Linked DNA regions of Zea mays: all the other regions are linked to region 1. A link is a contact called in public Hi-C data. All regions are on one chromosome and are shown on one strand. Each heading gives the region's core, a stretch centred on a gene start, on an enhancer-like site or on the middle of the called end of the contact. The rest is flanking DNA. Distances are from core to core; before and after follow the strand shown.

The links. Hi-C and Micro-C count contacts between places; a contact is called where the count stands out from the background.
Region 2: a contact with region 1 is called in a Hi-C map of leaf, with 5 times the contacts expected there. The contact joins the promoter of LOC103631824 here to the promoter of LOC100216713 in region 1. A contact is called at or near these places in 3 of 25 Hi-C or Micro-C datasets (ear, leaf and tassel).
Region 3: a contact with region 1 is called in a Hi-C map of endosperm, with 2.8 times the contacts expected there. The contact joins the promoter of LOC100502404 here to the promoter of LOC100216713 in region 1. A contact is called at or near these places in 6 of 25 Hi-C or Micro-C datasets (bundle sheath, ear, endosperm and 2 more).

What each region holds. Positions count from the first base shown.
Region 1 is chr1:18,897,726-18,900,546 of Zm-B73-REFERENCE-NAM-5.0, reverse strand. It overlaps LOC100216713 (FIP1), which reads right to left and starts at 1,273. Exons shown (of 4, transcript NM_001143118.2): 1 at 941-1,273; 2 at 725-826; 3 at 1-171. The coding sequence starts at 1,157.
Region 2 is chr1:18,634,140-18,636,997 of Zm-B73-REFERENCE-NAM-5.0, reverse strand. LOC103631824 (DDB1- and CUL4-associated factor 8) reads right to left here and starts at 1,345. Exons shown (of 20, transcript XM_020545330.3): 1 at 982-1,345. The coding sequence starts at 1,068. LOC103631823 (protein ALP1-like) reads left to right here and starts at 2,360. Exons shown (of 2, transcript XM_008653575.4): 1 at 2,360-2,632; 2 at 2,711-2,858. The coding sequence starts at 2,385.
Region 3 is chr1:19,187,924-19,190,623 of Zm-B73-REFERENCE-NAM-5.0, reverse strand. It overlaps LOC100502404 (putative MATE efflux family protein), which reads right to left and starts at 1,355. Exons shown (of 8, transcript NM_001350726.1): 1 at 992-1,355. The coding sequence starts at 1,273.

The DNA of each region.
Region 1 (2,821 bases), core at 24-2,523:
CAGGACCAGCCGAGGTTGACAGATAACATGCATATGGCTTCTTGAGCTTTTCACCAGGGGCGACCTCAAAAGTTTGATGGAAAATTTTGTCATATCCACCTTCTGCAATGACTTTGGTGACCTGTGAGATCCTGCTCATTGCTGCATCAGTAATGCTTGGTCCAGTTTTCACTGTTTAAAGAATCAGGAAGACCTGATCAGTTTCTCCACATTGTATGGACTTAACGAAACAAGGCTATAATCTAGTGCTCCCATTCCCATTTGACTTAAAGAAACAAGGCTACACATAGATTTTTCTATGTGCTTAGATATACACTGTGTCTAGATACATGGTACCTAGAAAAGCCACATCAAACATCATCAATATAGTGAAATATATGGAATAAAACTTTTATAGTTATAAAAGAAGCAGCATAATGAATCCTAATCCCTGTCAATGCCCACCAGAAATGCCGAATTTAGTGCACGCCAATGAAATAAGCTGAATTCTGTGTCGATTAAATTAGTTGCCCCTCTTTTTGTCTGAGCCCATGAAGATGGGATTCTAGTTCAATTTCATTGTGGTTGTGGCTAAGTAACAGCTTGACGACAACCTAATTTCATATTACAATAACAAAATGTACATGAAAATGCACAACACGATTAGCAAATTGATGAAAAACACACAGAAACAACTTCGGAACCCGATTTCGTGAAAATACGGCAACGAAATCGAAAAGCTCACAGTGCTGCCAGAAATTGCCGGTGATGGTCTCGGTCTTGCGGGCCGCCTCGCCAAACCTCTTTCCCATCTTGCCGAGCACGTCCTTCACGGAGTCCATCGTATCTGCAAAACCACACCACACGAGAGCATATCAGAAAAGGAAGGAACGATCCAAATTCCGGACGAATCGGCAGCTGTCGGGGCCAGATTTTTAAGGAGCGGGGCGGGGGAACGCACTCTTCGGGGAGGTGGCGGCGCCGCCGGCGGGGGAGTAGATGTAGGGGTTGCCTCCGTAGGCGGACGGCGCGGCGGTGGCGGCGTGATAAGGCGGGGGCGGGGGCGGGGCCACCTCCTCTGGCGAGAGCCTCGGGTAGTGCGCGTACTCCGGGGCTGCCGCAGGCGCCGCGGCGTGGCCTCCTGCGCCGGTGGACGCGGCTGCTGCGGGCGGATTCATGTCGCCGACGAGCTTGGTGGTGCGGGTGCGGTGCCGCTGGCGTTGGGGCCGATGCCCGAAGTCCGTACGTTTCGTGGACGAGATGACCCGACTGCAGGTTTCGGTTGTGGAAATTTATTTGGGGGCCTGCCAGAATGGCAGAATATATAGTTGTCTTTTTTCTGCAAAAAAAAAAGTAAATAAATGTTATTATCGTCAGCATAACGCGGTGGAGTCGTCGCTAAGCACAGCACAGCGTTTCACGTCAATGTTCAAACTCGACTTGACCAGGCAAAAATGCTTAGCCACGAAGGTGTTTCCATTTCTATTCCGCGTCGACGCAATTGCTGCAAAAAAAATGTAAATGAATTGAGGGCCCCTTTGGCAGTAGGGATGGCAACGGGTACATACCCGTCGGGTAGTACCATTCCATACCCGTACCCATCAAAAAAAATTCTACCCGTCGGGTTACCCATATATACTCGCGGGTATAAAATCTTACCCATACCCGTACCCGCGCGGGTATTTTTACCCGTCGGGTAACCCATACCCGCTAGGAAAGAATTAAATTCCAATATACCAATCACTCAAAATATTAGATAAACATATAAAAACAACTTCAATTTCACATATAACAAATCATATGATTACATAACTTGGTATCTAGACAAATGATAACTAGAGAAGGGTTTTGTTCTAGCTAAATTGGACTCTATTAGATGTTTATAGTGTTATTGACGCGGGTATATTTTACCCACGGGTAGACGGGTATGGGTAGTACCAACCCATACCCGTACCCGTCTACCCAACGGGTAGAGGTTTTTACCCATTAACATACCCGCGGGTAGAGAAATCATCCCGTACCCGCCTTCATATCGGGTAAAACCCGTCGGGTATTCGGGTTTCGGGTACCCATTGCCATCTCTATTTGGCAGGGCTCTGGCTTCTCCAAAAACGGCTTTGGCTCTGGCTCACGAGGTGAAGCCACTTCTTTAGATGAGCCAAAGCCATTCTGAAAAATCATTTGGCAAAACGGCTTATAGGTTGTTTTTCAGAAAGACCCTTGTATAGTTTACTTTTTACGTGGTCGATCTCTCCTGTACGTGGCTAGGGATTAAGGGCAGGACCAAAAAAATAATTTGGACTGGTGGGAGGGCTATTGTGCAAAAATGACGTGAGCTGAAGCCGGGTGAGCCACTTTTTTTGGCTCATGCCCTCTAGTTAATTTTGGAAAAGCACTTTACTGGTGAAGCCATTTGAAAAAAAGGTGTTTGGCACAACTTTTGTATGAGCCAGAGCCGAAGCTGAAAAATAAGCCCTACCAAAGGGGCCCTGAATATGCAGCATCGCTCCTGCACCGTTTGGTGTCTGATGAATGCTCAAAACTCAAAATCCGAGGCCGCCTGGTGTGACGGAGACGCGTCACGGATTCCAAAGGACGCGTTCACGCTAGGGACCCACTTGTCCATCTTCCAGGTGAGCACACGGGTCCCACGTGGGATTCACCTTGCCAACGGTTCTATTCCGGGGCTTTCGAGTTTCGACTCCGCCCGTGGATCTGGAAGGTTCCAACCCACCTAACGGACTAAACGGCACGGGAGCCGTGGACGGTGAGCCCTCTATTACTTTGGCTAAGTAGAATAAAAACACGGCAACGACGGCTATGCAAGGAGTCCTTCTTTACA
Region 2 (2,858 bases), core at 96-2,595, 260 kb after region 1:
TGCATAATGGGATCCTAAGGCACGGTAGCAATGAGAAGAGAGGAAGATGAAGACCGAAATTGACATAGGAAGAAAAAGCAAAAGGGGACTTGAAAGGATGGTCCATGCCCAAATATTTAGCCTTGTATAGAAATGCATGCAAAACAGATATCCATGTGCCCGAACCTTGATTATGGTTTCTATTGGGTTTTTAACTCTAGCCTACCCCAACTTGCTTGGGATAAAAGGCTTTGTTGTTGTTGTTGTTGTTGTTGTTGCTGCTGCCCATGTATTTATAACTGGTCCATAAGTCACCATACATATGTAAGTTGAGAAGAAAAGAGCTACTGCGAAGAGCATGCCACATATTAGGTGGTAAGGACCAGTATGCTGTATGCACACTCTGCACACAAAACATTAAGTACATTTTTGTGAGAAATAACATCACTCAATTAATCCATTTCTCCATTTACACACACACACATATAGTACAAAAGGCCATATCATTTCACCATTACCTAAAGACCTCACCACCACCAAGAATAGATCAATATGTGTTCTTTTGTATTGTTTCACTTTCACCTTGAACATTCAGCAGGTTGTTTCAGGTTTGCACCACATAAAGAGCAAGAATTCTGAAGTCAACTTGATACTGCACCATTTCAGAAGTGGCCCGATATTAATTAATTTCTAAAGACAGATACGGTATATAGCAAACCGCTATTCTAATCCAATTACTGGTATCAGGCTGCGCATCGAACAACAGCTGGTTCCTCCATGTCCACAAACCCTTCTGAGTTTCAACCTAATCAAAAGTAACGATCCGGAAATGCAACCCAGCACCCACTAACTCATCCAAAACCGCCCCCGCCAATCACTTTGAATCATCGATTCGCCGACACGAACCCTTACGAATCGACCAATTCGATCCAAAGCAAAGCATAAATGCCGCCTAAAGCGCTAGGAGAAATCCCAGGGGTTTGCTGCTCCACGGGGCCTTACGGGGGAGCCGTGGAGGCTGCGGGCGTCCAGGAGATCGGTGACGCTGCCGTCCGAAAAGGGCCACCGCATCTTCTCCGCCGTGTCCATCTCCAGCTAGCCCTCGCCGCTTCTCCCGCGTCCCCAGCCGCCAGGTTCCGCACGATCGCCGGGGGCTGGATGGGGGATGCTTCTGGAAATCTGGACACCGCCAGGTCCTTCGGGGGTCGATGGTCGGGGACGGAAGGGTTGAGGTCTGGGTTCCAGGAGCGAGAAGGCTGGAAGGGTTCCGGAGACAGAGAGAGGGCGCCCCCGGGTCGAAGTGGGGGAGTGGGGGGCAGCCGGTCGGAGACGCGTGGAGCCACTGCTGACCAAGGCGTGGGCTCCCAGGTGGGGCCTACAATCGTCCAAACGTGCAAGAACAAATTTAGGCCTGTTTGTTTAGACAGTAATACCCTTGTTTGTTTATTTGAGGTGAGAAAAGAAGTATGGCATATATTGTAATTTCTATTTACATAACCATAGGTAGTGGGTTTTTTGCCAAAATAATCTCAAATAAGCTACTCTTAGGAGATTATGAGATTATCATAATCTGGGCTTTAGATTATATAATCTGAACTCATAATCTATATGTTTGTTTACCTATTGGATTATTTGCGCTGGATTATATAATCTAAAGAGATTATAATCCGAAACAAACAGGGTCTTAGGCTGGTGTACTCTAAATATAGAGTTTCAAACAGTTTTCTACGCTCTTTAGGCTATCTCCAGCAGCGTCCCCTAAATTTCATCCCCTAAAGGAATATTCTCTGTCCTTTACAGCACACTTTAAAAGATTCTATCCTCTATATATTCTCAGTCTCCAGCAACGTCCTCTAAATTCGGTCCCCTATAGCCACAGTGTTAGGCTGTCTCCAGCAGCGTCCCCTAAATTTCGTCCCCTAAAGGAATATTCTCTGTCCTTTACAGAACACTCTAAAAGATTCTGTCCTCTATATATTCTCCGTCTCCAGCAGCGTCCTCTAAATTCCATCCCCTAAAGCTACAGTGTTAACAGATTCACATTTTCCATTTCTTTTTCATTTTTCTTTGTTTTGTTATCATTTGACACTATACAAATGATCCGAAAAAATTGTATTTATTAATTTTTAAAGCAATAAATTCGAAATATCAATAATAATTACATTGATTGTTTTGTTGTTGTGTAATTGTTGTGGGTAACGCGCCACATACTATAATATTGTTGCCAAAATAAGTTTTAAAATGGACAATCTTGCACCGTAAGCCAGTACTCTTCTTCGAGAAGCCATAGCCTTGCTTCCCTTGCACGACAAGCGCTTGTCTTCTATCCGAAGCGTACTTCCTCTATAAATACCAAGTGACCCTTCCATACTTCACTCAACCTTGCCTTTACAAACTCGACTACCATGAATCCCTACTTAGAAAACAATTTTCTTGTGCGCTTGATGGAAGAAATGGAAGAGGAAGAAGAAGAGTTGCAGTTGGCGAGGCACATGGTCAATAGGAGGCGACGTGCACGCAATGAGCGTCGTCATGGTGGTTCGATTCCAGGGCGTGTTAGGATTCATCGTGATCACATGAGCGGCGATGCAAGAATCCGAGCGGACTACTTTGGAGCCAACCCCGTGTACACGGATGCTCAATTTCGTAGGAGGTATTTACAATTAACACATTCTTTTTACCATGTACAAAACTCTACGACCCCTATTATGACACATGAATTCTATGGTAGGTTCCGCATGCGTCGCCATGTCTTTGAGCGCCTTGTTGATGCTGTGCAACAAGTGGATCCTTATTTTATTCAACGTCCAAATTGTGCGGGTGATATGGGTCTTTCTGCTCTACAGAAAGTTGTTGCTGCTGTTCGAATCCTTGCTTAC
Region 3 (2,700 bases), core at 106-2,605, 290 kb before region 1:
CTAAAGTTTTTAGAGCTGAGGGAACGGTCTTTTATAGTTTGGAACAGAGAGGTGGGTACATCTGCATCAACAAAAAAAAGGGCACTCTATTCGTTTACCGAAAATGACAATGTATTTGCGATGCGAATAGTTTTGAGACAGACGTCTGAACCTAGAATTGCCCTGGATTTAACGCAACTGGTTTTTGGAACCGTGTATTTTAAAGTTTCAGCCGTTCGATCGGTCTTCTTGACAGCTAGCTGACCTTTGGACCCCCGCTCGAGAAAATCAGAGGAAAGAGCCAATTTCGGTGGTGCGCGGCTGTCTGTCTGGACGCGAAACGAAAGGAGTACCGCCCCTACTATATCTTATCGACCCAAACCGCCAAACAGATGTCCGGACCAAGGCTCCAAGGAGCACAGGCACAGCACAGATGGGGCTCGACCACGCTTGGCGTTACCTTCGTGGCTTCGCATCTGGAAATATCTCCTGCAGGGCATTTGCTGAGGCGCTGCTAGCTGAGTTGCCATGGAAAACGAAAGCGCGGTAGTCACTTCTTTTCGTTTTAGTTGTCGCTGGATAGTGCAAAATTGAACTATCCAGTGACAACTAAAAAACAACGAAGAGAGTATTGTTTTGGGCTTTTGGGGGTGAGTTGGCATGCATGTATTGTCGTCGGTTTCGTCATATGGATGGACGTCGGCATTTAAATTACTGGTACTTGGTAGCATCATGTGGATGGGATTGAGACAAGATGTAGCTAGCTAGCTGACAGTACTACACAATACTACACACGCGTACATTAGGTCACGTGTACGTGGTACAGCCTAGCTCAGCTCTGGAAATAGCTAGCAGGCGGCGGGACGCATTATCACGCCTTCACGCGCGACTCACGAGCCAAATCTAACGGAGCTGGCTTTCTCGATCAATCGGTCGGCCGGAGCGATCGAGAGAGCTTGGTGGACGGGCAAACGAGAGGGAGGGAGCCTGCGTATAGCGATAGCGTACGTACCATGAGGCCGAAGTTGAAGCCGACGACGACGGTGTTGGCGATGGAGATGGCGGCGAGCTCGAGGTCGCCGAGGTGGCCGGCGAAGGCCTGCGTGATGACGTTCATGCTGTAGGTCACGACGCGGCTGAAGATGGCCGGCGCCACGATGTCCCACAGCTTCCTCGACTCCTCCCACACCCGCGCCGCGAGCTGCTGCTGCTGCTTCTTGCCGCCCTCGCCGCCGCCGCCGCCGTCAGCGTCCAGCAGCGCCACCCGGCACGCGTCCTCGTCCGCTCGCTCCATCGTCGTGTGCGTCTTGGTTGCTCTCGGTTTCCCCTCGATCTCCCTCTCTCTCTCTCCAAATGTTTTTAGCTTTTAGGGGGAGGGAAGGGGGAGGAGGAGGAGTCCTGTCTGGCTTTCTCTCCCGTATACAAAAGCCAGCGAGGACGCCTTTTAATAGGCAGATGCAAGCTAAGGCGTTCGGAGTAGCGTGGCTGGGTTGGCGAGTCCCAGGCAGCAGCCGCAGCTAGCGTCATCGACGACGGAAGGGCGACGGGAACACATACGTTGCGTTTCGATCGGCACGTGTTTGTTGGTGGCGATCGAGAGTTGCTCGCGTTCGTTGCCGCGGGGGACGACAGATCGATGAGCCGAGCGCCGGCCCGACCACCATGCATGCCGCGCCCGATGCATCAAGGTTCCAGCAGCCGCATGTTCCACGAGACGACCTCGCCTTTAATTTGCAGAAGGCGACTCAGCGAAAGGTCGTAGCCCCATCATGATCGTTCGGCATAGGACGGACTTGGGTTCACCGACACCCACGTCAACTGAAACCTTTTAGGCCCAGTTTAAGTTGAGAAGAATACCACATCAGTATGATATATTGTAGGGTCGGAGTCGTTACAAGTTAAGCTCTAGTTTCAGGGGTTATGTTGTGCAATCTCTAGTTGTCTCTTGTATTTTGAAACCGAATACATGCCCTTAAACTATATATGATCACATATGTATACAGGAAAGGGACACGAGGTTACAACAAACTCTATCCATATACTATAGTACCCTGCTAATCAGGTCTCAGACGTAACCGAACTCTTTAGTATGTGTATTTTTTAGTTTTGACGCAAGCTCTAATTGTGGGATGCGGCGTGCGCGCGTGCACACCTGCGAGCTTTGCGGTACGGCAGCACAGCAATAATGGCCTGTCCTCCTCCTCCTGCTGAATAATATAAAACTCGCCCACGGCCTTTCGCCAATCGCCATGTGCAGGTCGCAGCAAATGCAAAGGCACCCTTGCAGCTGCATGCTCCATCGATGCGCGCGCGCCGCAGCCTGGAAAAGCGATTCGGTTCCGGCACACACTCAGATGTCTGTAAAGGCCGGAGTATGTAAACGCTTATCTCCTCTCGAGATTTCGAGTACTAAGACTATCTCCAGCGACGTTCTTTATATTCATATTCTATATTCGTTATTTATAGTCTTCTCTAAAAGATTTTTTTAAAGGAAGGGGCAAAAGGCTTGCTGCTCCGTCTATATTAGATGAGGAAGAAAAACAAAGACTCGAAGAACCAAAGTGAAGAAGAAAAAGGAACAACAAGAGAACAAGAAAGAAATCAAAAAAAAAGGGGAAAAAACAGGGTAAAACAAAAACAAAAAAAGCCACTAGGAATACTCCTAACAAGACCTCAGCTACTAGCAATGCCCAAGATAGCCATAGTAACTTGGTCTACACC